Regions from separate parts of the Mus musculus genome. Here regions 1, 3, 4, 5, 6 and 7 are each linked to region 2. A link is a contact called in public Hi-C, HiChIP or PLAC-seq and promoter capture Hi-C data. All regions are on one chromosome and are shown on one strand. Each heading gives the region's core, a stretch centred on a gene start, on an enhancer-like site or on the middle of the called end of the contact. The rest is flanking DNA. Distances are from core to core; before and after follow the strand shown. Region 1 holds the start of Sap18b (Sin3-associated polypeptide 18B). Region 2 holds the start of Cfap20 (cilia and flagella associated protein 20). Region 3 has its middle 15 kb from the start of Gm51586. Region 4 holds the start of Got2 (glutamatic-oxaloacetic transaminase 2, mitochondrial). Region 5 has its middle 23 kb from the start of Gm30968. Region 6 holds the start of Adgrg1 (adhesion G protein-coupled receptor G1). Region 7 holds the start of Slc38a7 (solute carrier family 38, member 7).

Region 1 (4,303 bases), core at 368-2,867, 390 kb after region 2:
CACTAGTCAAGAAAATGCCCCCACAGGCTTGATTACAGGATATATATATATATATATTTTAAATGTATCCCTGGCTGTGGCTGTCTTGTATCTCACTATGTTAGACTAGGTTGGCCTTGAACTCACAGAGACCTGCCTGCGTCTCCTGAAGTGCTGGGAGTAAAGGCATGTCCTACCACATCCAGCCTATAGGCCAATATTATGGAAGCATTTTCTCGATGGAGGCCTTCCTCTTTCATGACCCTAGCTTGTGTGAATTTGACAAAATAAGTAGGGCTGCTTATTCCACTTCACAGGCATAAGACCTATGTGGTGACAAAAGACCGGTGCTTAGGTGGTCTCTGCTCTTGGTTTAATACTCTTCAGACTTATTTAAAATGCAAATGTTCATGTCTGCCCAACACTCTTCTGCGTGTGTCTGGGGAGGAGGGGATCCCCGCCACCTCTTGTCACCTGAGACAGTCCAAAGAGCTGAACCCAGAGTCATGAGAAGGGATGAGCTGGCCCTACCCTTGGCTGGCTGAAGCTCTGGAGAGAGTGGGCTTTGCAGCTGTCTGGGCAACACAGTAGAACTGGCCTTGGTGAAGAGGCACAGGTGAGCCAGCCCAGAGAGTGACTGCTGCGGGAGAGCTGGCCAGGCCACCTCCCCCTCCCCCCACCCTTCACCTCCCACCACCTGCAGGAGCTGGGAGAGCCGGCCCTGGGGCTTGAGAGCAGGAGAGCTAGCCCCAACCCCTTCTATGACAGTAGCACTAGAGAGAGTAGGTCCTGCATCTGTTCCGGGCTACACAGTGGAGCTGGCCCTGATGGTGAAGACACTGTTGAGCCAGCCCCTCACAGGCTGTAGCACTTGCACACACCTTGACTGGACAGCGCAGTTGAACTGGCTCTGGGGGAGTGGGTTTGGATGAGACTGGAGGGCATAAGAGCTGACCCAGCCTCCTGCTGATGGCTGTACTGGGTGGTCTCTCCTGAGCAGTGCTAGAGAGCTTGCCTTGGTGGTGTAGTTAAGGAAGAGTCAGCCTCAGCTACTACTCGAGCCCAAATCCAGGGCTCTGAATTGACTAACCTTAGAATCTATGTAATCTGAAAATGGTTTGGACACGCGAAAGGGCCAGTTCTGCTGATCCAAAGCTGCAGGTTCCCTATGACACAGGGCAACAACAGGATTACCCGGAGAAGTCCTGATGAGGATCCAAGATTGATGGTATCACAGAAGCCAGAGGTTTTTTTTTGGGGGGGTGGGGTGGTTCAAGACAGGGTTTCTCTGTGTAGCCCTGGCTGTCCTGGAACTCACTCTGTAGACCAGGCTGGTCTCGAACTCAGAGATCCGCCTGCCTCTGCCTCCCGAGTGCTGGGATTAAAGGTGTGCACCACCACGCCCGGCTGAAGCCAGAGATCTTGAACCAGACTTTGCAATGAACAGCTGCAGGTGAAGATGTGTGACCAGAGGGATGTACTGTGGGACACACTACAGCTTCCACGATGAGAAGTTTTCTGTTCTTTGTTTTGTTGTTGTTGTTTGTGTATGTGTGTTTTATTTCGAGGGGGCGGGGTTTCTAGGATGAGGGGATAGGGAGATGAGCAATCATGCATGATTTGAAAAGGTGTCACAGGACTAGCTCATGCTCGCCGCAGGGGTCGGAGGTCAGGGCGAGCGTCTCCCGGGCCGAAGGAGGAAGATGGCGGTGGAGTCGCGCGTTACCCAGGAGGAAATTAAGAAGGAGCCGGAGAAGCCGATCGACCGCGAGAAGACCTGCCCGCTCCTGCTGCGGGTCTTCACCACCAACAACGGCCGCCACCACCGAATGGACGAGTTCTCCCGCGGGAACGTGCCTTCGAGCGAGCTGCAGATCTACACCTGGATGGATGCAACCTTGAAAGAACTGACTAGTTTAGTGAAGGAAGTCTACCCAGAAGCCAGAAAGAAGGGCACACACTTCAATTTTGCAATTGTTTTTATGGATCTTAAAAGACCTGGATATCGAGTTAAGGAGATTGGCAGCACCATGTCTGGCAGGAAGGGCACTGATGACTCCATGACCCTGCAGTCACAGAAGTTCCAAATAGGGGATTATCTGGACATAGCCATCACGCCTCCAAATCGGGCGCCGCCTTCGTCAGGGAGGATGAGACCCTACTGAAGTCTATTGACTTTCTTGAAGTTATTTTTCAGCCAGTTTGTAAAATAAACTTACTTAATCCTTTCTTCCCCCGGACTTTGCCATTAAGCCTTTAAATTTTCAACAAATTGTAACACATTTATTTAGGAATTAGAGTTGGATGTACTTTGGTATATTAAAGTCCATATGTTTTAAGCCCTTATGTAAAATATGAAGAAAAGTGCTCTTAGCATTCTGTATAAAGCTGTATTGTGAAATACATGTGTTCAATCAAAAAAAAAAAAAAAAAAAAAAAGAAAAGGTGTCACAAAGAATCAATTTAAAGGTTTTAAATAGCGGAAGCAGCTGACTTAAAGTAAAATGTTGCGGTTCTCTTAATACTGTAGCTAGTTAACTAAGGGAGCTGTGGTTAACTGCTGGTCCATTCAGAAGCGCTGATAAATGACGTGGAACGGAACTTCCCGATTGGCCTTGGAAGTGGAGGGCCAGTCTGACTGGATGTCGCCTCACCCTCTGGGATTGGGTGTTACTACCTTAGAGCTGGTAAGGTCAGAACTGAATTGGATTGCTTGAAATCATTATGGGTGATGAAATTCTCACACATCTGGTGTCAGCCTATTGTGAGAGTAGAAATGGAAGAAACTGCTCCCTACAGTCTCAGGGCAGTTTAGGAGATTAAATCACATTAGTTGGGTATTCAATTAAACAGACCAGTCCCTCGATTATGGTTATTTGAGGTCCAGAACCTAGCATGAACCATCAACAGAACAGCTGGAAGATTATCTCATGCTAAATATTGGTGCCCCAAGGGTTTGGCCCAAAAGGTCAGAGCAGCTTATCTTTGGGCCTCTGTTAATTAACCCCAAGAAAGCCAAGAAAGAAGGTAAGATGTTGGGAGCCCAGGATTTCCGAAGTTCCTGGTGAGGATGAGAGGCCTGTCTGTCTCACAGCCTTGCGCTGTGCTTCTGGTCAGTCCTATTTCCTTTCTTGTCTTGAGCTCTAGACAGAGGCTCTCGGGAACCGGACAGGCCACAGGCCTGGGGAAGCTTCTGGGTTGGAGCTGGAGCTGCAGTGACCTGGAGAGGAGCCAGAGCCCATCCAGCTCTTGAGGGAACGAGAACCAGCTACCACATATCCACATTTCTCCAGCCAAGCGTCCAAATTTCTACATAATCATTGTTGTTTTTGTTTGGTTATTTTTGTTTGTATCTCTTTATTATTATTATTATTATTATTAGTAGTAGTAGTAGTAGTAGTAGTAGTAGTAGTTGTTGTTGTTGTTGTTGTTGTTTTGTTTTTGAGACAGGGTCTTGCTATGTTGCCCTGGCTGTCCTCGAACTCACCATGTAGACCAAGCTGCTCTCAAACTCACAGAGATCTGCCTGTCTCAGAGTCCTTAGTGCTGAAATCAAGGGTGTGTGTCACCACATCTGACTTGGATTTTCTTTCTTTTTTTCCCTAAGACAAGGTCATGCTATAAAGGCCAAGCTGGTTTTGAACTCATGATCCTTTTGCCTCAGCCTCTGATATGCTGACATTACTGGTATGTGCCACTCTTCCCTGCTTTTTAATTGCCATTTATTTTTTGTTTCACACAGGTCTCACTCTTAGGCCAGGTTGACCTGGAACACTTGGACACAGGAAGCCCCTCTGCCTCAGCCTCCTGAAGAACTCGTCAAAGCCGCCTTGTTTTCACTGCTTCTTTATCCACCTTCTCCCCTTCTTTCTTCTTAGTTGTTCTTTTCAAAATGCAAGTGCAGATGGGCTTCGACTTAAAAGGCCTGTGTCCAAGAACTGGGAGAGGACACCAGGGACAATAGAATCTGTCAGAACTAGGGGACAAAACAAGTTCTGATGGAGTCACTGACTGTAGAGGCCAAGAGACATGGTAAGCACTTTTGTAACATGTCAGAGTGTCAGAAGACCTTAGTCTTGCCTCTCAGTGACTGTCTCACCCTGTTCCCTAATTATTTTTCTTACAGTTCTTCAAGGGAAGTTCATAGGTCCCATGGGCCCCTCAGCTCTCGAGTGTCTTGAAAGGCACCTGCTTCTGGAATGTGGGATGTGTGCGACTTCTCTTCTTGGTGTAGGCTGGCAAGAGTTGCAGCCCAGTGGCTGGAAAGGAGCCGCAGACATCAGAAGTATCCATGCTGATGAACAGGGCTTGAGTGTGGTTTTTG
Region 2 (3,762 bases), core at 592-3,091:
TTAGAGGCGTTGTTAAGGGACACAGTGCACCATGGTTACTCTGCTTTCTATGCCATGTGTAAACATGTTGACTAGTCAAAAACTCGGGCTTGAAAGAATAAAACACATCACAGAGAAAAGCCAGGGGGTAAATGAACCCTCTGATAGACGCTCCGACACTTCTTTCCCATCTCAAAACAGCATGTTCTCCAGCCCTGTTCTGACTGCTTTACACCAACACTTCAGACAGCTCAGTTTCCAAGTTCAAGCAGCACACAAGCCTGCTCTCTCTCTGTGCCCTCTGGCTGTGCAGAACAGGCAAGATACCAAGGCTGGTGAGCACCCTCCCAACACTGCCAGGTGGACTGTCTCTGGGTTCTCCCTGCAGGTCTCATTTAAGAGCTCCTGCTGCTTCATTTCAAAGTGAACGAACACTCAGGAGATTGTGGGATGGGGGGAGCTAAGGGTCCGCTTCCTATGGGATACTCTTGACATAACTCTAGCTATGGATCTGAAAGAGTTGGTCAGACTGCTTACATACCAAAGGCCAGATCTTGAGGAACTCTCAACTGTCTTAGCCAAATGACAAGACACTCCCAACAGGTTTCTCTCAAAGCTGTCCTCAGAACACACGACTGCCTAGCAGTGACAAACAGAAGGCAATGCAGGTACTCTGTCAACCACTGTGTGTCTCAAAGCCCTTCTCTGTGAATTAGGAAAGACATTGTTCTAGTCCTACTACGAATAATCTTGACTTACTCCACCCATTCTATATACATCTCTATGAACACCACACTAGGCATATCACCTCTCTCCATCTTCCCCAGCCGAGGGCAGAACTAAAGATATTCCCTAAATCACCTGGCTTCCACATTAGAGTGACCACTTTATATTCAAAAACAAAACAAAACAAAAAAACGGTCCAGCTCACTGCCCCAGGAATCTTCATGAGAAAAGAAACGGCAAGGCATTTCATCTAGATCTTAATATCTCCAAAAGTGAACAGGGAAGGCCACCATCTCATGTGGCAAGCAAAAACACCATCCATTCTAGAGGACGGCTGGATAAAAATACAGAGGCTTGATACTGGCTCTCGAGAAGCCCCTAACAATCACCTTTTTGCAGGTTTCCCAATGGAGAAGGCCAGTACAGGAAGAATAGTACGGACTCTAAGTTACAGAGGGCTCGCAGCAAGTTCCAAAGGTTTGGCTGTCGACGGATGGAGCTAATGAATGGGATCAGAACAAGTCTGGCTTGGCCGGTGCTCAGGATGTCCGGGGAAAAGGCCCTCCGTATGGAGTGCAGCAACAGTGCTTGGCACCAGCGAACACATGCATGTCTTTCTTCAAAGTGCTATGCGTTTCAAGCTAGGCTGTGGGCACTCTGCCCCCATTCTACTGACCGGGACGTCAAGGCTCGGTAGCCACTCCATCACGTGGGCGGCTAGTCGGCCCCACCCCCGTCCCGCCCCCACCGCTCACCTTTTTGTCCCAGATCTGCAGGGGCTTGCTGCCGATGCTGTAGAGGATGGAAAGGAAGCCACTCTGGAACGTGTTCTTGAACATCTCGCCAGCCGCGGCCCCGCAGCCGCCGCCCTAGGCCCGGGATTGGAGATCGGCACCGAGCGGCGAAAGAGAGCGGGTGCCGCCGGTCCGAAGGTAGGACGCTGAGAGCTGCAGCCACTGACGGCGGGAAGCGGCGGCGTGACGCAGATCCGTAAGCCTCGGTGAGCACCGAGCCACCTCAGCACCGAAACCACAGCAACTGCCGCCCGCGCCGCCGAGCCTGCCGGAGAGGAGGCGGAGCGCCGCCTCGGCCCGCCACGGATCCCTCCGCACGCTTGGGCCCGCCCCTCGGAGGCGCATTGCCCAGTCCTGCCGCAGAAAGAACGGTTTCCGGTTCCTTCCGCCCTTAGGCCCGCCCCTTCCTGCCCCCTCGGGCGCGGAACTTGGTTGCCAAGGGACTATTCCCCGCCCCTCCCCGCCGGGGCCCAGACTTGGTTTAGAACAGCGGAAGGAGACTTTAAGTTTACCTCACGTGTTTACAGTGCCTGCGTGGTGTCATGGGAACCGGGAGGCGCGTGGAGGGGTGGAGTCATGCCAGACCCCTCCCCCGAAGGGCGGGAAGAGTGAGGAAGGTGGCTTTGTGCCAACGACAGATAAATATTATCCCTGGGTGTGTTGACTCCAGATTTTAATCCTAGTACCGGATTAAATCCCAGCAGAGGTAGAAAGATCTCTGAATTTGAGGTCTACATATCGAGCTCCAGGACAGCCAGGACTCAGAGACACCCTGTCGCAAAAAACAAATATTGGTTGGCCCAGGAGAACGTGTGAGCTAATGAACCAGTATTGATTGCCCAATTTACATCATCACCTTTAATTATCAAGTTACAGTGAATGAGCTGCTGTAAAAGCAATACTCTGGGGGAAAGCGTATCTCTTTAAATGCATTGATTCGAAAAGAAGAAAGCCGGAATATTAAGATATAAACAAAAATTAATAAAATCTTAAAAGTGGAATAGTTGAGTTGAACCGACAGCTGATTTTTTTAAAAAAAGTGTGTCAATTTCTGGAATATTGTAGGAAAGACATACGCTGTGTATTTCAAGTAGAAGGAAATCTCAAGTGTGGAAGACTTCCACCAGTCGCTGAGCGTCTTCCTAAATGGTGTTCCACCCAGGCCTGTGTTCTGGCGCACAGAAAAGAGTTTGAAGCACAGACGATCACTTTAGCAATTTTAACGATCATAGTTGCAAAGTTTACACATTTACTATGTGACGGGTATATGTGATGCCTTACCCTGTATTAACTCACTCTACCCTCACACCAAAGCTTTGAGTACTCCAGCCAGAATTTCTAGATATCGTGAAAACTATGTGAATCTATTACTATATAAAAATGAAACTTGTTATATGGAATTAATTTTTGCATGATATCTGGGAATTCTTTATGTACTCTAAGCCAAGTGAATAATTTATAGCTTGATTGTTTTTAAGTTGTTCAAAATATCCTCGGGGCTGGAGAGATGGCTCCGCTGTTAAGAGCACTGGTTGCTCATCCAAAGATCCTGAGTTCAATTCCCAGCAACCCCATGGTGGCTCACAACCATCTGTAATGGGAACTGATGCCCTCTTCTGGCCTGAAGGTGTACATACAGATAGAGAACTCAGAAACAAAACATAAATAAATAGAAATCTTAAACAAAATCCTCAGGAAAAAGATTCAAGATAAGAAATGATGGTATACACTGGAAGGAGAGGCCCATTGGACTTGCAAACTTTATATGCCCCAGTACAGGAGAACGCCAGGGCCAAAAAGTGGGAGTGGGTGGGTAGGGGAGTCGGGGGGAGGGTATGGGGACTTTTGGGATAGCATTGGAAATGTAAATGAGGAAAATACCTAATAAAAAATATAAAAAAAGAGAAATGATGGTATATGAGTTCTGATGGTGATTTCAATACTGCACATAACTAACCACTTGGCGTCTTATAGAAAGTAAATTATTTCTAAAAATAATTCAGCAGTACTAAGTCTGGAAATAGAAAATGGAATGAGTAATAGAAAATTAAGGTGATAACTAAGCCCCTCAGAAGGTTCTGAGCCCTGTCTCATTTTTTTCTGATTAATGTAATATAGATATTGAGGAAACTATAAAAAGTAACATTTATAATATCACCATTTGGAAATAATTGTATGCCTCTCTATTGTCTCCACACCTCCCTGCATTGCCCTCCTTCTCGGCCCGCATCCCACCACATATTAATGTGTGCAGGTAGCCACG
Region 3 (3,839 bases), core at 258-2,757, 480 kb after region 2:
CTTTAGCTCCTTGGGTATTTTCTCTAGCTCCTCCATTGGGGGCCCTGTGATCCATCCAATAGCTGACTGTGAGCATCCACTTCTGTGTTTGCTAGGCCCCAGCATAGCCTCACAGGAGACAGCTATATCTGGGTCCTTTCAGCAGAATCTTGCTAGCGTGTGCAATGGTGTCACCGTTTGGAGGCTGATTATGGGATGGACTTAGGGATTCTTCTATCTTTCCTTAAACTTGCTACATGCTTGGTTTGTAGCATCTGTAGGCAGAGGCTGCCATCTGGTGGTCATGTTTCAGATCGCGCCCCATAGGACTACTGAGTTTTCCATAGGCTGTGGTGTCTGCGAGGTCCTGTAGCCCAGGTTAGCTTCCAACACTGTATGTCTTAAATTGCTAGTGGTGATAGTTGCATAAATTTGTGAATAAGCTAAAACATTTAAATTGTCCATGATTATTATTCTCGCTAATATCATTTGTGGTACCGGAGAGTGAACCTAAGTGCATTACCATCAAAGTGCATTACCATCAAAGTGCACTACCACAGAGCTATCTCCAGATTGAACTGTGAACTTTATTTATTTTTTACTAACATGGTGTTTTTATTAATTATTTTGGAATTTCTTACAATGCACCCTGATCACACTCACTTCCCATTCCTCCCAGGTCCACCCAACCTTGTGTCCACCCCCTCCCATCCTCCTCCCCCAGCCCAAATACACAAAGTCCAATTTGTGTTGCCCATAAACTTATTGGAGTATGGCCAAACTCCCAGTGGTCAGCCCTTAAAGAAAATGAATCCTCCCCCCAGCCCCCACCCTTGTCAGAAGCCATCAACTCTGAGGAGCATCTTTATCACAATTTTTTTTTCTAAAGATTTATTTTATGTATGTGAGTACACTGTAGCTGTCTTCAGACACACCAGAAGAGGGCATCAGATCCCTTTACAGATGGTTGTGAGCCATTATGTGGTTGCTGGGAATTAAACTTAGGACCTTTGGAAGAACAGTCAGTGTTCTTAACCACTGAGCCATCTCCCCAGACCCCTTTATCACAATTTTTAAGGACTTCTTTTTCTAGCTTCCTGTCTGGACTGTTTCTTTTTGGGGGTGGGGTGGGGTGTGAGAGATTGTCACAGAAGCCTTCGATGTCTCTCATTCCCAATTATAAGTCTGCAGTCACTGATACTCCTGCAGGGAATACGTTTCCTTGTCTAAAATAGCTGGTGGCTGCTCGGATCATGAACAGCAAAACGGCCTCCAATGGCAGCGCGGGCCACGGAAGTCTTCGGAGGAGGCTTAATCCAGCAAATAGACAGCTCTTCATCTTGGATAGCTTGTTGCTCAGAGTCAGATTGACAGCATGGTTTAGAGGTAGTTCCTGCTGTAGCTCCAGGCTGCTGTCTGCCACCCTCCTTTCAGCAACTGCTGCCCTGCCAGTGCTCCGGGCACAGCCGTATCACAGTTCACAGGACAGCACCTCCCACCCCTAGCATGGCAAACAGCGCAAGCGGCTGCAGCAGAGATGGCTCAGTGTGGTAGGCGGAGTCTGCCAGGTGGCAACTGAGCAAGGCGGGCCCATTGGTAGCCTGAGCCTTCTGGCAGCCCGAGGAACAGTCCTACTCACAAGACATGCTCCTTTGCCTGCCGAGGCCATGCTTCCAAACCTGTCACCGCTAGTTCAGCTTCTCTCCTCCATCTATCCCAACGCCCCCAATTCCGTGAAACCATTTTTAATAAGCATCTTCCCTAAAAGTTTTAGAAGACCTAATAGAAGACCTAAGTTTTAAGTTGTGCCAGAGATTCTTCCAGCTCTGCACACTCATCCCCCAGCACTGCAGCTCGCAAAGTCTCTGTGTGTGTCCCAGGCGCCTCAGATTGGTCCCACAGACGCTGGGTCCCTGCGGCCGCCGCAATCTTGAATCAGTTGAACTGTGAACTTTATGTGAGAAAACTGTGTATTTGAATCACAGCTCAGTAAGACTCGTATTAAAATAGATAAGATTGACTTCCAAACCTTTTTGTGTATTTAATTTTAGTAATTTCTTAAGTTTATATCGCATACATTCTGTATAAACCTTTATTTATGGGTTATTATTAATTTATTTGTTTATTTATTTTATTTTATTTTATTTTTTTTTTTAAAGATTTATTTATTTATTATATGTAAGTACACTGTAGCTGTCTTCAGACACTCCAGAAGAGGGCGCCAGATCTTGTTAGGGATGGTTGTGAGCCACCATGTGGTTGCTGGGAATTGAACTCAGGACCTTCAGAAGAACAGTCGGGTGCTCTTATCTGTTGAGCCATCTCACCAGCCCCTATTTATTTTATTGTTTGTCTCTCTACATAACCATGGCTGTCTGGGAACTCACTAAGTAGGCTATACTGGCCTTGAACTCACAGAGATCTCTGCCTTTGCCTTTTAAGTGCTGAAGGTGTGCACCACCATTCCACCATTTCTGGTTTTATATATATATATATATATATATATATATATATATATATATATATATATATATAAAATTTTGTCTAGCTTTGTGGCTCAGACTGTTCTTGAACTCACAATCTTTGTGCTTTAGCCCTCCCTGAGTACTGGGGTTACAAGTATATGCTATATACCACCCAGTCCATGTTAAATCCTGAGTAACATATTTATATCTTCGACTATTAATTATTTAATTCATTATTTCTCCGTGGAGGTGTTCTAGTTTGCTTCCTATTGATTTGATATAATTTGATAGAAACACCGTGACCACAGTAATTTGGCGAAGAGGGGGTTTATTTGGTTACACTTTCATGTCACAGTCCATCACCAAGGGAAACCAGGGCAGGAGCCTAGAGGCAGGAATGATGCTTTCTGCCTTGCTCCCCGTGGTTTGTTCATCTTTTTTTGCTCCCTGCAACTCAGAACCACCTGCCCAGGGCTGACATCACCCAAAGTGGGCTGGGTCTGCCTACATCAGTTATTAATCAAGAAAATGCCCCATGGATTATGAGATGGAGATGAGATGGAGATATTGTCTTTTTTGTTTTTCGAGACAGGGTTTCTCTGTATAGCCCTGGCTGTCCTGGAACTCACTCTGTAGACCAGGCTGGACTCAGAAATCCGCCTGCCTCTGCCTCCCAAGTGCTGGGATTAAAGGCGTGTGCCACCACTGCCCAGCTTGTCCATTCTTTTATTGTTGATTTCTACTTTAATTTCTTTTCAGGTCAGAGAGTTGTATGAGTAAAATCCTTCTCATGTAACTGAGATTTGATTTATTGCTGAGAACTTTGTTTTGGCTCCCATTCTGTGTGCCTTTGAGAACATCACTGGCTATTGTTGGCTTAAGTGTTGTGTTAGGTTAGGTTCATCAGTGCTTGTTCAATTGTCCAATGGTTTTGATGGGTTTCTCTCCACTTGTTCTGTCAGTTATTTTGAGAGAGAGAGAGAGGGAGAGAGAGAGAGAGAGAGAGAGAGAGAGAGAGAGAGAGAGGCTTTATTGAAAAAGTAGATATTTGAATATCTAGATAACAATGACTTTTTAAAAAGATATATTTCTTTCTTTTTTAAAGATTTATTTATTTTATGTATATGAGTACACTGTAGCTGTACAGATGGTTGTGAGCCATCTTGTGGTTGCTGGGAATTGAACTCAGGACCTCTGCTCCTGCCCTGATCGCTCTGGCCCAAAGATTGATTTATTTATTATATGTAAGTACACTGTAGCTGATTTCAGACACATCAGAAGAGGGCATCAGATCTCATTACAGATGGTTGTGAGCCACCATGTGGTTGCTGGGATTTGAACTCAGGACCTCTGGAAGAGCAGTCAGTGCTCTTAACTGCTGAGCCATCTCTCCAG
Region 4 (3,946 bases), core at 542-3,041, 450 kb after region 2:
AGCTACAGGTAAAATGACTGCAGCTGTGTCCCAGGCAGGCCTGGTGTACATAGTAAGTTTCAGACTAGCCAGGGCTACGTAACCCCGACACAGAAGCAAGCAAGCGTTTAGATACAACTCAGAACTAAGTTGCCAAGGTCTCTGCTATCCCTTACCTTAAATTCTAACTGGGAAATGACAGAAAAGAAACAGCAGTCAGGCTCTCAGACTGAAATCACTAAGCAGTCACATCCAAGGGGAAACCGGGCCAAGCAGTTTAAGTGAAGGTCAGGTATTTCGGGTATATAGATATACATTACAAACAGGGATATTTCAAGGTTAAAATAACGGGAAAACTGATTTTCCTCCTACCCATACAAGTACCTCATTTTTGTTCTCCAAATTGCAGCATAAATAACTCTCCCCCGTTTCTCCTCCCCTTCAGGTGGGTAGGCGTAAAAGGGCACCCATTGGCATGGAGCCAAAAAAACGGGCTCTGGGAAGGACAGACTGTTCTACTACCTTGAAGATGCTTGAACACATTCAAAGGGAAGAAGGCAAGCATAAAAAGTTACGTAGGCTTCGCTCCCAGTTAGTATGTGCCCCGGGGAGGTGTCTGCCGTACTCCAGGAGACTGTCTCAAATCTGCTCTTCTGAGGCCCAAGGAAGAATCAGGAGTTACTAGTTCCCGTTTAGGCCTGGCACTTTCAGTACACCTTAGTTTAAGATGACTCATTTGTCTTTTTTTAAAAAAGGAAGTCAGTCCTCTTGTCTTGCTCACAGCTGCATCACCAGCAACTGGTCCAGTGCCTGGCTCGGAGAAACTGGGTTACGAAATATTTTAAGGAGCAAAGAGCCGACTGAAATGCAGGGAAAGATTGATGGCTTCCAGTCAACAGAATCTCCCAAGGGTTTAAAACAAAGAAAGTACATTACACTTCAACCCTTTTCCATCCAAAGGCCAGGCTGGTCTGTCAGGGGATAGGGGATCATCAGGCACTACTGTGGTGACACTGAAGGATGCACTACGCCAAGGTCATGGATGCACACCGGATCTGGACGCCCCCAGAACCTCCTTGCATGTGGTCACATTTCCCCCCGTCACGCACGCTGCTTCTACACAGCACTGGCAGATTTAACCCTCTGGACCCCGACAGCTGGACCTGTTGTCCCGCAGGGCAGCTGGTCAAGGACATGCGCGCCCCCCTGCACCACAGCCAATCAGCGACAGGCAGCTCCGGCACCATAGCCAATCGGCTAGAGGATGGCCCAGCGCCACCGCCCACGTGCTCACCCCTTGCCCCGCACCCCACTGTGCTGAGTCCACATCTGGGACCCCCCATCACCCGCTAGAATGGGATTCTGGGTGCAGTCGAGAACCACAATTCCCACCTCGGGGGCTACGCTGGCCCTCTGTCCGGAGATACAGGGGAGGGATGAGGGGTCCTGGGGTCACCCCGGGGCGCAGACACTGGACTCTAAGACTCGGGACAGTCAACCCTTGGGGACACACGAGGTGCGCACGTGTGTCCGATCGCGGGGTGGGGTGCAGGTTTCACAGGGTCCACAGTTCGGCTGGGCAGGGGCAGGCCCGCGGTGCCGCTGCATCTCTGTATCCCTCGGCTCACCTGGCTCTGGCAGAGGCTGCAGCAGCTAGGCCTGGGTGAAAGGCAGCAGCCATCCCGGAGAGGATGCGGCTGGAGTGCAGGAGGGCCATGGTGGGCGGTAAGACGGCAGTGGATGGTGGTAGAGCCGAGATCTGGGGAAGCGTCCGCTGGAACCGAGGCGCGGGCTCCTAAAAGGTGAGGACAGTGACTTCCCTGGGCGTGGCTAGAGCGGCCCTGCGCCTGGAGCGAATCATGTCGCAGCGGCCCCTTGCGGTCGGGGGTAGAACGACGACGCCTCCACGGAGGTCATGGAAACTCGCAAGGGCACTGCTAATCGCTGCCTATAAATCCTGTGAAGCTTGTATGTGAGGATGCGCAGTCCACAGTGCTCAGCGCTCTGCTTCCAGTTAATCATCCGCTACGCTAGAGGCAGCTGCCTAGCGTGCCAGTTTGAAAGAAGGAAAAAAATGTAAACTGACCCGAGGAAGTATTTTTTTTTTTTCCTAATGCTCCAGTGTGGTTTTCCTTTCAACCCACTAGTTTCCCCAAGTGCAAGTCTCTCAAGGTTCAGAATGCTTTCATGTCCCTGTTAGAGGACAACAGGCATATTTTGTGGGGCAGTTGTGAGTATTAACTTGTGAGATTAGCAGATTATGCCCTAAAAAAAAAAAAAAAAAAAAAAAAAAAAAAAAAAAAAAAGCCTGATTAGTCAATACAAAATTACCCAGGACCAACGACAAACTTTTGCACATCAAGTCTTCATAATTATGTTTGGAAGAAATGAATAAGCTTTTAAAGGCTGGGAGAATGAATTTGAGACAAGTCCACAAGTTGACCGAATTCACTCTGAACATGGGCCATTATTTCCCAGGGATGCCTTGCAGAAATCTGTATAGATTGCCAGTCTAATTTCTCCGGCCACTTCAGTTGTCTGTGTGATTGTTATCAAATCTGGGGGCCACAGCATGTGCTGCAAACCAGGCCCAGGTCACTGGTCCTCAAACAAAGTAAAATAGTGAAAAGCAGAAAAAGATTTACTTGCTGGGTGGTGGTGGTGCATGCCTTTAATCCCAGCACTTGGGAGGCAGAGGTAGGTGGATTTCAGAGTTCGAGGCCAGCCTGGTCTACACAGAGAAACCCTGTCTCGAAATTTTTTTTTTTTTTTTTTACTCAATGTGGCCACACTAGGAAGTTGGACAGAAAGATCCAGTTTTCCTTCGGGGTTCAAATGAGAGATTCCAACGTAAACAGATTCCCAGTCAGCTTGTGTTCCTGCCTGCCATTAACCCATCCTATAAGGTGATGGATCTGATAAGTTGCTAGAACTGTATAGACTCTCTGGGAGAAAGGTTGCCTCTCTGGCTGGGGCCTTTTCTTATTTCAGTATGAGATTCCTAGAGATATTGCCATTTCTTTGGGTTCCATTGTTTCAGTAGTCAAATTGATAGACACAGTGCCTCTTTAGGATATCTTCATTTCTTCCAGGGCTGTTGCATGAAGTCCAGATCCCTACATGGAATCACATTCTGGTCTACCCTAACTTACTGTCTTCTGGCACATGTGTCTCCCTGACCTTGGGCTAGATTAAAAAAAAATAGATATTTATTTAATGTTGTATGAGCATCCTGTTGCTGACACACCAGAAGAGGGCATCAGATCCAATTACAGATGGTTGTGAGCCACCATGTGGTTGCTGGGAATTGAACTCATGACCTCTGGAAGAGCAGACAGTGCTCTTAACCACTGAGCCATCTCTCCAGCTTTTAGGCTAGATTCTTTTTTCTTCTTCTTCTTCTTCTTTTTTTTTTTGGTTTTTCAAGACAGGGTTTCTCTGTAGAGCCCTGGCTGTCCTGGAACTCACTTTGTAGACCAGACTGGCCTCAAACTCAGAAATCTGCCTGCCTCTGCCTCCCAAATGCTGGGATTAAAGGCATGTGCTACCACCACCCAGCAAGTAAATCTTGGGCTAGATTCCTATTGGCAATGACTTTGGATTCCTGCACTATTGTATGTGTTGTGGTTTGAATATGCTTGGACCAGGAAAAGGCACTATTAGGAGATGTGGCCTTGTTGAAGGAAGTGTGTCACTGTGGGGTGGGCTTTGAGACCCTCCTCCTAGCTGCCTGTAGAACAGTCTCTTCCTCTGCCTTCAGAACAGGATGTAGAACTCTCAGCTCCTCCAGCACCGTGTCTACCTGGATGCTGCTATGCTCCCACCATGATAATGGACTGAACCTCAGAACCTGTAAGCCAGGCCCAGGATTGTTTCTTGCAGCTGATTTGCCTTTCCTGTCACTTATTGCATAGCCTAAGGATTCCTGGGTGTTACTCCACCCTATTGAGCAGATTTCTTGCAGATC
Region 5 (4,081 bases), core at 1,225-3,724, 480 kb before region 2:
AAAGGGGCCATGGAGAGCAGCTGAGGCTTGGCCCTGTGAGAGGCCAGGAGCCACCATTGGTGAAGGTGCAGCCTCAGCAGCGGTTGATGGCAGGAATGAAGGAGCCTTGTGGAGAAGACACGTCTTGGCACTATGAAGATTGCCTAACAGAGGCTATTGGTGAAAGTGCAGCCCAGTTGAAGCAGAAGGCCCCAGCTTTTTGGAGATGCCAGTACCATGGGATGTCAGCACCAAGAACAGCATCAGCTGTGGAGTCGAGCCAGCTGGAGCCTGGAAGACAAGCTGTGTGTGCTGCAGAGGGCCGAACTGGAGAAGTGATCCAAGCTCACTGAGGAGCCCAGAAGATCGTGAGTGAAGCCCAGATAACTGGACATTGAGTTATTTATATTGTTGGAGTTTGGTTTTTCTTGGTTCAGATGTGGCTCTGCTCTGGGTCTTCCCTCTTGAAGAAGGTATTTAACTTAATTTTGATTTTTAAAGGATCCCAGCTGAAAGATTTTGAGCTTTTAAAAGAGATTTTTGGATTTTTAGAGAGATTGGATATTTTAAATAGACTGAAATTTTAATGTTTGAATTTGTAAAGTCTGTAGCACTTTTTTAAATTTTATTTATTTATTATGTAACTATATTGTGCTGTCTTCAGACACTCCAGAAGAGAACATCAGATCTCATTACGAATAGTTGTGAGCCACCATGTGGTTGCTGACATTTGAACTCAGGACCTTCGGAAGAGCAGTTGGTGCTCTTAACCACTGAGCCATTTCTCCAGCCTGTCTGTAGCACTTTTAAAGTTATTTAAGTTTTAATGTGAGACCTTGAGAATGAATAAGAAAGGAAAGGTGTGACTTAATGGTGATGTGTTTGAGTGTCAAGTTGACAAGGGGTCAGTTGTATGGCCTAGTCTTATGTCAGCTTGGCACTAACTAGAGTTATCTGAAAGGAAGGAACCTCAATTGAGAAGATGCCTTCTTAAGATCCCGCTGAAAGGCATTTTCTTAATTAGTGATTGATGGAGGAGAGCCCAGCCCATTGTGGCTGGAGACATTCCTGGGCTGGTGGTCCTGGGTTCTACAGGAAAGCAAGCTGAGCAAGTCAGGGAAAGCAAGTCAGTAAGTGGCACCCCTCCGTGGCCTCTGCATCAATTCCTGCCTCCAGCATCCTGCTCTGTTTGAGTTCCTGTCCTGCTCCTTTCAGTTGTAAACAGTGATGTGGAAGTGGAAGGTAAATGGACCCTTTCCTTCCAAACTTGCATTTTAGTCATGGTGTTTCATCACTGCAGTAGAAACCCTGATTAAAACAGGATCCCAGGAGAGAGAGGTAAACAAGTGTTGTGTATGGTGTTCTTTCTCTCCAGGGCAAATAATGACCTTACCCTAAGATGCATATATGTTCATCTATCTATCTATCTATCTATCTATCTATCTATCTATCTATCTATCTATCTATCTATCTATCTATCTATCTCTGTGTGTATGTATGTATATATGCATATATATGTATGTATATATATGTGTGTGTATGTGTGTGTGTGTGTGTGTGTGTGTGTGTGTGTGTGTGTATTCATGCTGATTTGCTCCCTTCATCCTATCCTCTTCAAGACCCTTTCAGAGAACTTCAGGAGCCCACTGACCAGCCAGAACGGTCTCCACCCAGAGCAAGCCTTAGTACCTGTCTCTTGCTCTAGAGCGGTTTCCCCTTGGAGAACTTCATGGTGAGTTTCTACCCAAAGGAGGAGATGTGTCAGGCACAGGGTTAGCACTCAGTGGAAAGTCCCTTTTCACCCAGTCCCTGATGAGGTCGCCAGTGAGGTGGTTGACTGCTGGGTTTAGGTTTGTCCCCGACAGAACCTAACTCAGCCCAGACTTATTGTGTCCTCAAGTCCTCTTTGTCACCACACAACTCTGACATCTCCATGGTAGGGTGCTGAGCCACACCCCTGCAAGAGGCTCAGCTAAGGCCTGCCTATGGAAGTGTGGGTGACTTGGGACAAAGCAGGTTAGTTGTGCAGAGTTGCCACCACTACAGATACTTCTTCTCTGGGTTTGCTACAGTCAAACACAGGACAGGAAATGGATATAAACTCAGATGTATCTCCTGTGAGGCTGTGCAGCTGGCTGAGACAGATGCAAAAACAGAATTCACTGTGATAAGTGATGGAGGGAGGGGGGCGCTTGGGAGCCAGGTCAGGGAAGAGAGCAATGACTAGGTCATTTCTGGCATTTTAATGCTGAGGCAGTGACAAGCAGTCACAACAGCCAACGTAAAACCAAAGGGTGAGGAGCAGAATCCACGTTACCCTCTCACTCAGGCTCACACTAAAGCCCTGTGGTGCCACAACCCTCCTGTAAGCATCCCGGAGCTACTGAACTCTGGACACCAAGAACACCAGCCCAAGCTGTGCCTTGTGGGGTCCAGTGAGGACTGACGAAGTGGGAATGGCATCTTGGAACTCGGCCACAGTCATTGTAGTCGCAGACTCTGACAGAGGGGCACGTGGCCACACAAGCTGCATGGCAGTTACAGCATCCTCACAGACCTGCCATGCAAGGGACTGTAACAGGAATCCCAGCTACCTGGGACCAGAGCCAAATAATACCACAAATGACCACACAAAGGCAGAAGGTAAGAACGGACTCTGACCTCCACTTGCATCCGGTGGCTTCTATGACCACCCCATGCCCACACACATCATCCCTACAACACACACATTAATAGAAAAAACAATTAAAGTAACGGCAAAGTACAAATCCCCAACATCGCCCACAGGGAGAAAAACGGCTTCTGTGAATGCTTCAGCTGGGTGCCTTCTGCACAGCCAAGACCAGGCAGTCTATGGGGAAGCACAGACACACAACCGAATCTCTCGAAACATGCAAAAGGAGGTTTGAATAAGAGTAGCAGCCTGAACTTCCTCAGTCTGGAAACTGCTTGCTCCCAGAAGAGCCGTTTCTATCAGGGTGAAGGTCAACACCTCTCTGGTGTGACGCCCACTCCTGTCACAGGGCTCCTTATAGCTGGAATGGAAGGGCTCAGTCGACAGGACAGGGAGAAGGGAAATACAAGGGCAGGAACCCTAAGTGGCCCACAGTTTCCTCCTCTTTTGTAGGAATGAAACTTGGAGTATGAGCAAATATTTAAACAGTGAGGGGGAGAGCACTAGCGATTAGTGATGAATCATTTAGAAAGGGACTCTCTAGGGGTCGGAGAAATGGCTCTGTGGTTAAAGGCACTTGCTTCTCTCCCAGAAGATAGGAGCTTAGTTTTAGTTCCTCATAGCCACATTGGGCCGCTCCAGGTGCTCTGGCACCCTCTTCTGGCTTCTGTGGGATCCTGCGTTCATGTGGCACATGCGTTGCTCATACAGACGTATAGGCACATATATTTTAAATTAAAAGTCTTTTAAAAACCCAAAGAAATAAGAAATAAAAATGGATCTGTGTGGATGTTTAAAAAGGCACACCTTTAGTGGTCCTTTGTAAGTCCTTTGCATGACTTGATGTCCTTGGGTGGAAGTGACTGTTGCATTGAGAGCTCTCTACTCAGGCAGCCTCTGACCTTGGCTTGCCTTTCATATCATGCTATCACCAAGCAGTCCTAGTGTCCCATGACCACTGTTCTTAAAAGATGTCATCAGGGGTCCTCACTGTCTGGGCTGCAGTGGAAGGTTGTTTATGGTCCCCCTGTCCCAGCACAGACTGCTTGAACTTGAACTTGAACTTGCTGTGTAGCTGAAGCAGGCTTTAAACTCATCCTCCTGCTTCCACCTCCCAAATGTAAGGATTACCCTTTATTTATTTGTTTTCATTTATTTATTTATTTATTTATTTATTTATTTATTTATTTATTTATTTTTGTTTGTTTGTTTTAAGACAGGATCTCAGTAGGTAGCCTTGACTGTCCTGGAACTCACTATGTAGCCTGGGCTAGCCTTGAACTCACAGAGATCTGCCTCTGTCTCCCGAGTGCTGGAACTTGTGAGAGAATATGCAGGGTACATATATTGTTTAACAAAAATAATCAGCAAACCACATGTCAGCACCACCCTTGTGAAGAAAGAGGTGCCACCCTGGCAGACTCTGTC
Region 6 (4,360 bases), core at 404-2,903, 460 kb before region 2:
CTTGCTATTAGGTGACAGAATGGTAGCTATATCACATGACGAGGCCCCTGAGGACATAGAAGAGGATGTGAAGTGTGGGTGTCACAAGTTAGGGATACAAGAAATCACTGGCACTCCCCTGTGTCCTTATCAGGGCAGACAGTGCCTCTGGGGCCATGGGGATCTGTAGTCAAGCTTTTTCTCTGGGTCCTTTTTTTGACATTCATCTTCCTTGGCTCCTCCCCACCCCCATCTGCTCAGTTCTAGAGATCCAGTTTGTGCTGGGCAGAGCAAGTTTGCATGCCCACCCTGTAGCCAGAAGTTCCCACGTGGAAGGGGTTATGGCGGGATTGAGAGTCCCAGTGGGGCCTATGCAGACAGGTGCTTATGTCATCTCAGGGGACTGGTGCTCCCTTTTGATATCCTTCTCAACTCTGTGGCCTCGTCTCTGTCTTTGGTTCCTTCATTCAGTTGCACAGCAGTGAGCACCCTCCTCCTCCTCATCCCTAAAGTCAGGATCACCGACCCCAGGGCCTTTGCACAGACTCTTCCATCCACTAGAATGCTCTGCTCTTGGTACCCCGTAGGCTGCCTCCTTGGATGCTGTCTACACTCAAGCATCATTTCTCACCGTGAATCCAGCCCTGCTCCTTTATCAACTCCCCTCACCATATTTTCTCCCCATTATTCTTACTATAGCTCTGGATAGATTTCATATTTATTGCTCATTAAATTTATGATCTGTATCCCTGCAGCTTTGAGCGGGCAGGGATTTTAGTATATGGCTTGTAGCTGTCGCTCCTATGCCCTGCACAGTGCCTGGATCACAGCAGGCTTTCCACAAACATGTGACGGAATCCATCCGCTGGTCCATCTGTCCATCCACCTATCTATCTATCCATCCATCTTTTCTTATCCACTCACTAGCCATACATCTTCCCTCTAGACCAGACCCTATTCTGGCCCTGCTCTGGTAACTGCTGGGGAAAAGCAGACAAGACAAGCATGGGGATTGACCTGAGGGGCAAGAAACACAGTGGCGGAAAAACATGGCGGGAGGGCCCGGTGGGGAGGGAAGCGAGGTAGATCCTAGGGGACTGACAACCCCATGGGCCTGGCCCACAACAGTGTTTCATACCCCTTGCTCAGAGGATCAGCTTCTGCTTGGATTGGCGTCCTCAGGGAAGTATGGCTCAGCCAGCAGGTCTCTATGTTGGGAGCTAGGTGTGTGCATCAGGACTCACACACATACCCCGCCCCCATACTAGTGCCTGATTGCAAGAGCATTGAAAGAGAGGTGGGTGGCAGGGTCTGAAGGAAGTGCCTGCACGAGGCCTCTCTCCATTGGTGGAGCTCGCCTGGACTTCTCCCCTTGGCCCCCTTCCAAGATACCTGGGGCAGCTGCCACCTCCCATCCCTAGCAAAAAGCTCCAGTTCCTGCCCCCTCACCTTCTGCCTGCTCTGATCCCACCTGAGTCCAGCAGGACATATTGTGAGAGCCCCACCCACAGCCCCGGAGCCCTCCTGTATCCAGCCTGTGGCTGGTGTGAATGGCGCTGCAGACAGGATATGGTCTGAAGAGGCTGGAGAAGCCACAAAGGGCTGGCAGTTTGCAGGTGTGTGTGGGCGTGGCGGCCTGCCTCCCACAGCCTGAAAAGGGTCTCTGAAGCCCAGAGACAGCGTGATCCCGGCCTCCCACGGGGCAGCTTTTACTGTCTAGGGAAGAAATCCCCAAAGTCCATGGAGTCTGAAGACTCTGTCAAGCCTCGCTAGGAAACCTAGGAGTTTTAGAGGGCACTTGGCACCGGAAGCTAGCCGGGTAGGCGGAGCCTCACCTGGATTGAGTTCACAGCTGCCTAGACAGGCTCAGACTAGGTGCTGGGCACCTGGGAGGAGGAGGAGACATTAGCAGCAAAGGCTGTTAACAGAAGTGCCTGCCTAGGCTTGGAGGCAAGACGCTGCTGTTCACAGTGCGAGACGGAGGTAAGAGAGGGCAGCGGGTACGGCATGCACTTCGCCTGGCCTGGCCCGCTTGACCTTAGTCTAAGGTTTAGCGCAGTGCTTGGGAGTTCTCGAGTGTGTGCTGGATCGTATCTCCCAGGGAACGACTGAGTTTGAGGTTCTAGCTGGTCCTAGGATACTCCTTGCCGCTCAGAGTGTGGGGCTGGGCGTGCTCACGAGGGGGCACTGGAACACGTTGGCCAGCTGTGTCCCTCTTTGCTCAGAAGGGCACCACTGCCACGAGGGCCAGAGTGAAGCTTGGACCCTGGCGTGTGGTTGAGGACTGGCGGCATGAACCCCATTTTTCCCTTTGTCCCTAGTGCTTCCCAAGCAGTTTCCTCCTGAGATCCACGGGGGCGGGGAGGGCGGGGGGTGGGGGGACCGGTTTAGCAGCAGCTCACTTTGGTTGTTTGACTTTTGAGGAGGAAGAGGCAGGCAGCCTTTCCTGGTAAGCCAGCAAAAGGGTAGATAGAGCTCATGTATATGTCTCTCTGTTGCTGCCAGCCACAGGTCCCCATGCCTGTCAGCCCAGGTCTGTCACCCCGTCTGCAAGAGTCACTAGAGGGGGTCCCAAGAGTGCACACCTCCTACCAGTTGCTTCCCCCACATGGTAACCCCAAAGATGCACCCAGATAGGTAAAAGTTCAGGCTTGCCATGGCCTCTGGTGGGACCCTGGCATTCCTTCCAGCTGGACCCATGTCCCTAGCTGTACCATGATGGAGATAGACGGGCCCCCAGATGTCAAATCATATATGGCTTCTAAAGCCCCAGTGCCCAGCCCCCAGCCCTAGCTCACAGCCCCCACTCAACCAGACAAAGGTGGGCGGCTGGCGCCGCTGTTTGCCTCTGCCAGTCTGACTCCCTGAGGCGTGTGGGCTGCATGGTGGGCCCCTGCTAATGAGCATCTGTTATCACTCCATTATGCCGCCTGCGCCACCTGCACCCCAGCACTTAGTGGGAGACCCCGGGGGGTTCCCTGGCAGCTGGGCAGAGGGGCATGCAGAAGGCAGGAGGTGTTGGGGGGGGGCAAGGTCTTCCGGGGCTAGGGGGCCCCATGCTCTGTGGGATTTCTACAAAGTACTTAGGATTCCAGCTCTTTATTGTATCAAAAGAGAAGTGCTGGGGATGGGCGGGGTGTAATCGCCACACTAGGATGGATGAGGCAGATCGGTTTTGAGTTCCAGGCCAGCCTGGGCTACGTGGAGAGATGCTGTATTGAAAGAAAAAGGGGGAGGGAAAAAGGGGAGGAGGTGGTGGCAGTCTAGGGGGATTTTGGGTGAGGAAACGAGTGTCTGTGAATTCCCAAGTGAGTCTCCCCAGCCAACATCTCACAAACGCATCTGTGCTGTGTATGTATTGAGAAGGGGATGTGGTTGCACATGAGGGCACAACCAAGATTCCGGTCCTGGAGACTGGCAGTGAGTGACCTGGCATAGTGTTCTTCGTAAGATGGAATGACCTACCCATTCTTCGTACGGGGCTGTACTGTCTTGTGGGGTAGTCCCTAAACCTCTCTGGGCTTCCCTTGCCTGCCTTGGTACCGAGGAGATAATGCTTCTCTGCTTGATCAGAGACAGTTGGACCAGTTCTGGTATCTGAGCAGCTTCCACTCAAACCTCAGGACAGGACCCGGGGAGGGGCGGCATAGACCGGGCACAAGTGTGAAACAGTTGGCAGCAGCTGACATGGCCTTTTTGGGGAATGCTAGTCACCTCAGACCATGCTTGGCTCTCTAGCTGAGGCAGGGTGGCTTCTGTGGAGGGTCGAAGTCCCTCTGTTCCTGCACACTGGAGATATTTTAGGAGCAGCCTCAAGGGGCTAGGGAGATAACTCAGCTGGCAAACATGCTTGCTGTGGAAGCATGAAGGTCTGGGTTTGGATTCCCCAGCGCCACAGTAAAAAGCTGAGCTTGGTGGTTTGTGCTCGTACTCGAGAGAGGCAGAGACAGGAGGGTCTCCAGCAAGTCTAGCTGAATCAGAGAGCTTCAGGCTTTGGGAGAGACTCTGTCTCCAAAAGTAATTTGAAGGGCCAGCAAGATATTTAGGCTAAAGGACTTTCTTTCAGGTCTCATGACCTGAGTTATCCCTCTGGGTCCCACATGAGGCAAGGAGAGAACCAACTTCTGTGAGTTATCGCACACACACACACACACACACACAGACACAGACACAGACACACAACCTAATTCTTAAAACATTTAACACGTAAGATGGAGAGTGATGGAGGAAGACACACACAGGGTTGACTTCTGGCCTCCACCCCATTTGCACATAAACATGCACACATTCATGTATTTCAACACACACTCAAGAGCAAACCCAGTGGTCAGGAGGGTGCCGTACCCATTTTTACACATGAGAACACTGAGGCACGGAAAGA
Region 7 (4,271 bases), core at 1,591-4,090, 420 kb after region 2:
CAGATTTACACACAGACATACACTGACTGACTGACAGACATACACACTGAATGAATGTATAAGTGAATAGAAACCAAATAACATTTCTAGAACATTCTTTTTTTTTTAAGATTTATTTTATTATTATATCTAAGTACACTGTAGCTGTCTTCAGACACACCAGAAGAGGGCATCAGGTCTCATTATGGGTGGTTGTGAGCCACCATGTGGTTGCTGGGATTTGAACTCATAACCTTTGGAAGAGCAGTCAGTGCTCTTACCTGCTGAGCCATTTCTCCAGCCCCTAGAACATTCTTATATGGCCTAGAACATTCATCTGTTTGCCTCTGCCTCCTTCCTGGGCTGGCTGGACTTAGAGAGAGGGCTTCTCATTCGAATGTTTTCACTATCGGGTTATACACAACCTAACTTCAGGCTTTCCTTTTGCCTTGAAAACCAGGAGGCTCACTCTTCTGAAAACCAATCCTCAGTGTTCTCACTGCAGTGCAGAGTCTGAACCTCCGAGAGGAATAACGTTTCTTAAACAGACACAGCTAAGCCCACACTTAAGAGCAACCCTAAGGAAGCTCATGCCTGTAATCTCAGTGTTTGGGAGGCTGAGGCAGGAGGACTGGTGTGATTTCAAGGTCAGCTTGGACCACATAGCTAGTTCTGGGCTATATAGTATAATTCTGTCTCAAAAAACCAACCAAACATGCACACACACACACCTGAGTTGGGAGGGGCTATGCTCTCGTCTTAGACTCAGCCAAAAGCTAGCCTGTCCACTTCCTACCTGCGTGACCTTGGGTAAGTCACTTTAGCCCCCCCCCTCGCCCCCCAAGCGTTTTCATGGTGTAAGCTTTCTTGTGAAGAGTATGCTGATATTAGTAAGCATTACCTGGGTGGGCCTGGTGCAGCCTGTGCTTAACATAGATGAGGCTTGGGAGATGGTCCCTAACAACCTCTACTTTGGGGCTGGTAAGATGGCTGAATGGGTAAAAGTACTTGCAATCAAGATTAATGACTTGAGTTCGATCCCTGGGACCCATTCAGTGGACAGAAAGAATGGGCAGGTTGGTCTCTGACCTCCATATAGGAACTATGGAATGTTCATTCATTCACATTCTTATTTTCTGTAGTTTAAAAAAAAAATCGCTGTGCGGTGGTGGTACATGCCTTTAATCCCAGCACGTGGGAGGCAGAGGCAGGCAGATTTCTGAGTTCGAGGCCAGCCTGGTCTACAAAGTGAATTCCAGGACAGCCAGGACGACACACAGAGAAACCCTGTCTCGAAAAACCAAAATAAAAATAAATAAATAAATAAATAAGTCCCGGGCTGGAGAGACAGCTCAGCGTTTAAGAGCACTGACTGCTCTTCCAGAGGTCCTGAGTTCAATTCCCAGCAAACACATGGTGGCTCACAACCATCTGTAATGGGATCTGATGCCCTCTTCTGCTGTGTCTGAAGAGAGCGAAAGTGTATTCATATACATAAAATAAATAAACCTTTTTTGTTGTTGTTGTTTTAAAATCCCATTTCCTCCCCACAAAGGCAGTGATTCAGCCACAACCACTCTCCAACCCTCCTGATAAGGTCAGCCCACCGCAATGGAGGAGGTCTAGAACAGTACATAGGCCCCTGAGGATGCTTCCCAGATGTGCCTTCTAATGATGGACAAAGCTGGGAACATCAACCCAGGAAAGAAGAGAGAAGTGCAAGTGCTCTGGGACATCTGCCATCCAGCAATTAAGGGACACAGTCCCAGTGCTGGGGCCCTCTGCTGGGGCCAGAATCAGAAACACCAGTCTGGCCACAGACTTCTTCCTCTTATGACGCAATCTCCCTTCCCAGCCAGCAACTCAGCAAAATCTCAGTGGTGAGTAGTAAAGGCAGTCTGGGGACTCCCCTGGTCCAGGCATTGCTCCAGAGAGGTCTAAGGCCATCCCTTCCACATTGCTCACACCGCAGAAAAACATACTTCAAGGTCCCGTGACCCTAAGTCTCTCTAGGAAGCAGGTTTCCTTTTGGCACCCCTACCCAGTCCTCGGCCATTTGCCCAGCCTCTCCTGCAACCACACAAAAGCTCAGGACGAGCAACCCCATCCCTTGGACCACTCTCACTGCTCTAAGAGCTTTTACCTCGGCCCCAATCATTTAGCCCAACTTACCTGCTAATCTAGAAGAGGGCTGTTTCCTCTGCCTAAAGGTATGGGGTCAGAGCCCCCTCACCTCCCCTTTTGGCCTCAAGTTCTTCTCAAGGCTTTATCTAAAAATCTGCAGTCAGAAGAGAGAAGAGTTTGACCTTTTGCAGCTGGCTACCAGGGCAGGGGGTGGGAGATTACACTGAGTGGTTCTGAATAACCTATAGCAAGGAGTGGAGTGCCAGTTCAAATAGGGAAAAGGTACACGAAGGAAAGAGGTTACATTAAAGTCACGGTGAGCAGTTGGCGGGGCCAGAGCTATAAGCACGATGCACATTATTTATTAGGTCGGAGATGGAACAGATCTCACATGGTTCCCAGACCAGCCCGGGACCAGCACTGAAACACGAGGTTTGGATTGCATTAGGAGGTGGGACAGCGAGCACCTGACCAGGGTGGGTTGGGATGAGCCCCAAGCCTGGCGAAAAAGCGGTGGGTTGCGTTTTTAACTCCAAAGCTAACTCGATCCTGGCCTAGGACTGAGTGGAGAGCCGTCAGGCTAAGGTGTGGCTGGACTGGTGCAGCAGAAAGCAACAGGCAAAGACGGCTGTGGAGCCCTACAGGGATCTGGTCTCAGCAGTGATGGGGAACTCTGAAGACCCAAGAACCCTACAACCCCACCTTGCACCTCCCGTACCTCCTTTCACATACCTTGTAGGCGTTGTTCCGGAGCCGACTCAAGTAACACGTGAGCCTGAATCACATGACCGTCCAGCTAGCACAGGCCGCAGGAAACTCTGGGAGTTGTAGTTTTTAAGTCAGTGTCACCATCGGACCACACCAGCTTCTCAACCCAACAATAGTTCTGAGCCAGCCTAGCTTTCTGCCAACCCGTTTATCCAGTTATTTTTAGACTTGGTCCCTTGGCCAAATTAAACACTGTTCCTTCCTCCTGGAAAGAGCGTTAAGAGGTTTGGCATCTTTGTCCTCAGGAGCCACGGGCCAAAGCTATTTGGCCTCATTATGTTTGTTCCTGCATTCATTGCCACAGCAAGTGACCCCAGAGTTTCTTTGACTGAGGAGTGTGAGGGACCTTTGAACAAGAGAGAGAGAGAGAGAAAGAGTCAGTTTGAGCATTCATTAATCCCTGGCTACAACCTCAAGGCTAGATTTCGGAAATGTTTGAGGCGGTTCAGGCTCTCGACTTATTGAATGAAGGTGAATTGCCTAGAGCTTTGGCTTCTGGGCTGTATGCCGTTTATAAAGGAAGTCCTTTTCTGCCTCTTTATTTGTGGTTCTAGAACTTGAATCTGAGCCCCAGGAAGGAGCGATATCTTTCAATTATATTCACAGTCTAGTTTAATTATTATTTTTTCTTTTCTTTCTTTCTTTTTTCTCTTTTAAAAGATTTATTTATTTATTATGTATACAGCGTTCTGCCTGTATCCTACAGGGCAGAAGAGTGCACCAGATCTCATTACTGATGGTTGTGAGCCATGTGGTTGCTGGGAATTGAACTCAGGACCTCCGGAACAGCAGACAGTTCTCTTAACCTCTGAGCCATCTCTCCAGCACCAGTTTTTCCTTTTACATTTACTTACGTGTGTCTGTGCATTCACAGTATGCACGGGGAGTCCACAGGGCAACTCTCACGAGTTGCTTCCCTCCTTTCATCCTGTGGCTTCTGGGGATTGAGTTCAGGTCTTCAGGGTTGGTAACAAGTGCCTTTACACGTTGAGCCTCTCAATGGGTCTACCTCTCATTTGAAAAAGTTGGGTATGGGACACATGCCTGTAAACCCAGCATTCAACAGACTGAGGCAGGAGAGCAGTGAGCTTGAAGCTAGCTTGGGTTCCACAATAAAATCCTGGCTCAGGAAGCAATGCTACCTCCCCACCCCACCGGCCCAAGATGAAAAAGGAGGCGATGTTACTGAGATTAGCAGAGCCAAGTACAGACATAAGAAATAATATAGAGCCGGGCGTGGTGGCGCACACCTTTAATACCAGCACTCAGGAGGCAGAGGCAGGCGGATTTCTGAGTTCAAGGCCAGCCTGGTGTACAAAGTGAGCTCCTGGACAGACAGGGCTATATAGAGAAACCCTGTCTCGAAAAACCAAAAAAAAAAAAAAAAAAAAAAAAAAAAA

Evidence for each region. Promoter capture Hi-C pulls out the DNA fragments that hold promoters and counts their contacts. A called contact is a pair of places that touch in the nucleus more often than the background predicts. HiChIP or PLAC-seq counts read pairs in DNA pulled down with a chosen protein or histone mark.
Region 1: a promoter capture Hi-C map of hematopoietic stem and progenitor cells shows a contact between it and region 2. The contact joins the promoter of Sap18b here to the promoter of Cfap20 in region 2. A contact is called at or near these places in 10 of 39 promoter capture datasets (the C10 cell line, the HPC-7 cell line, cranial neural crest and 7 more), 5 of 484 Hi-C or Micro-C datasets (CD4 T cells, the N1E-115 cell line and embryonic stem cells) and 3 of 115 datasets of contacts at active chromatin or transcription factors (bone marrow-derived macrophages and embryonic stem cells).
Region 3: a contact with region 2 is called in a Hi-C map of the N1E-115 cell line, with 7 times the contacts expected there. The contact joins the enhancer-like site here to the promoter of Cfap20 in region 2. A contact is called at or near these places in 6 of 39 promoter capture datasets (the C10 cell line, cranial neural crest, embryonic stem cells and 3 more), 2 of 484 Hi-C or Micro-C datasets (the N1E-115 cell line and embryonic stem cells) and 2 of 115 datasets of contacts at active chromatin or transcription factors (bone marrow-derived macrophages and extraembryonic endoderm stem cells).
Region 4: a contact with region 2 is called in a promoter capture Hi-C map of pre-B cells, with 4 times the contacts expected there. The contact joins the promoter of Got2 here to the promoter of Cfap20 in region 2. A contact is called at or near these places in 7 of 39 promoter capture datasets (the C10 cell line, cranial neural crest, frontonasal cranial neural crest and 4 more), 5 of 484 Hi-C or Micro-C datasets (the C2C12 cell line, CD4 T cells, Th1 cells and 1 more) and 5 of 115 datasets of contacts at active chromatin or transcription factors (the SCID.adh cell line, bone marrow-derived macrophages, large pre-B cells and 2 more).
Region 5: a contact with region 2 is called in a Hi-C map of the Ba/F3 cell line, with 2.8 times the contacts expected there. The contact joins the enhancer-like site here to the promoter of Cfap20 in region 2. A contact is called at or near these places in 1 of 39 promoter capture datasets (pre-B cells), 2 of 484 Hi-C or Micro-C datasets (the Ba/F3 cell line and LSK cells) and 1 of 115 datasets of contacts at active chromatin or transcription factors (pancreatic cancer cells).
Region 6: a promoter capture Hi-C map of pre-B cells shows a contact between it and region 2, with 2.8 times the contacts expected there. The contact joins the promoter of Adgrg1 here to the promoter of Cfap20 in region 2. A contact is called at or near these places in 3 of 39 promoter capture datasets (hippocampal neurons, liver and pre-B cells) and 1 of 115 datasets of contacts at active chromatin or transcription factors (pancreatic cancer cells).
Region 7: a contact with region 2 is called in an H3K4me3 HiChIP or PLAC-seq map of bone marrow-derived macrophages, with 5 times the contacts expected there. The contact joins the promoter of Slc38a7 here to the promoter of Cfap20 in region 2. A contact is called at or near these places in 3 of 39 promoter capture datasets (hippocampal neurons, liver and pre-B cells), 2 of 484 Hi-C or Micro-C datasets (CD4 T cells and embryonic stem cells), 1 of 115 datasets of contacts at active chromatin or transcription factors (bone marrow-derived macrophages) and 2 of 9 other capture datasets (adipose tissue and liver).

What each region holds. Positions count from the first base shown.
Region 1 is chr8:95,823,739-95,828,041 of GRCm38.p6, forward strand. It overlaps Sap18b (Sin3-associated polypeptide 18B), which reads left to right and starts at 1,618. Exons shown (of 1, transcript NM_001142441.1): 1 at 1,618-2,418. The coding sequence starts at 1,626. The coding sequence ends at 2,144.
Region 2 is chr8:95,433,028-95,436,789 of GRCm38.p6, forward strand. It overlaps Cfap20 (cilia and flagella associated protein 20), which reads right to left and starts at 1,842. Exons shown (of 6, transcript NM_008187.2): 1 at 1,461-1,842. The coding sequence starts at 1,544.
Region 3 is chr8:95,914,819-95,918,657 of GRCm38.p6, forward strand. No RefSeq gene overlaps it. Among named protein-coding and RNA genes, the nearest start is that of Gm51586, 15 kb to the left of the region's middle. Within about 2 kb of position 1,508, at least 100 of the 459 cell types and tissues checked have an H3K27ac peak or open chromatin away from gene starts, as enhancers often do. A contact at or near this core is called in the N1E-115 cell line, where this site is marked.
Region 4 is chr8:95,886,610-95,890,555 of GRCm38.p6, forward strand. Got2 (glutamatic-oxaloacetic transaminase 2, mitochondrial) reads right to left here and starts at 1,792. Exons shown (of 10, transcript NM_010325.3): 1 at 1,608-1,792. The coding sequence starts at 1,696.
Region 5 is chr8:94,952,032-94,956,112 of GRCm38.p6, forward strand. No RefSeq gene overlaps it. Among named protein-coding and RNA genes, the nearest start is that of Gm30968, 23 kb to the right of the region's middle. Within about 2 kb of position 2,475, at least 104 of the 459 cell types and tissues checked have an H3K27ac peak or open chromatin away from gene starts, as enhancers often do. A contact at or near this core is called in the Ba/F3 cell line, LSK cells, pancreatic cancer cells and 1 more, where this site is marked.
Region 6 is chr8:94,975,456-94,979,815 of GRCm38.p6, forward strand. Adgrg1 (adhesion G protein-coupled receptor G1) reads left to right here and starts at 1,654. Exons shown (of 14, transcript NM_001198894.1): 1 at 1,654-1,962. It overlaps Gm30968 (a long non-coding RNA gene), which reads right to left and starts at 1,273. Exons shown (of 4, transcript XR_879113.3): 1 at 1,118-1,273.
Region 7 is chr8:95,850,651-95,854,921 of GRCm38.p6, forward strand. It overlaps Slc38a7 (solute carrier family 38, member 7), which reads right to left and starts at 2,841. Exons shown (of 12, transcript NM_172758.4): 1 at 2,822-2,841; 2 at 2,152-2,257.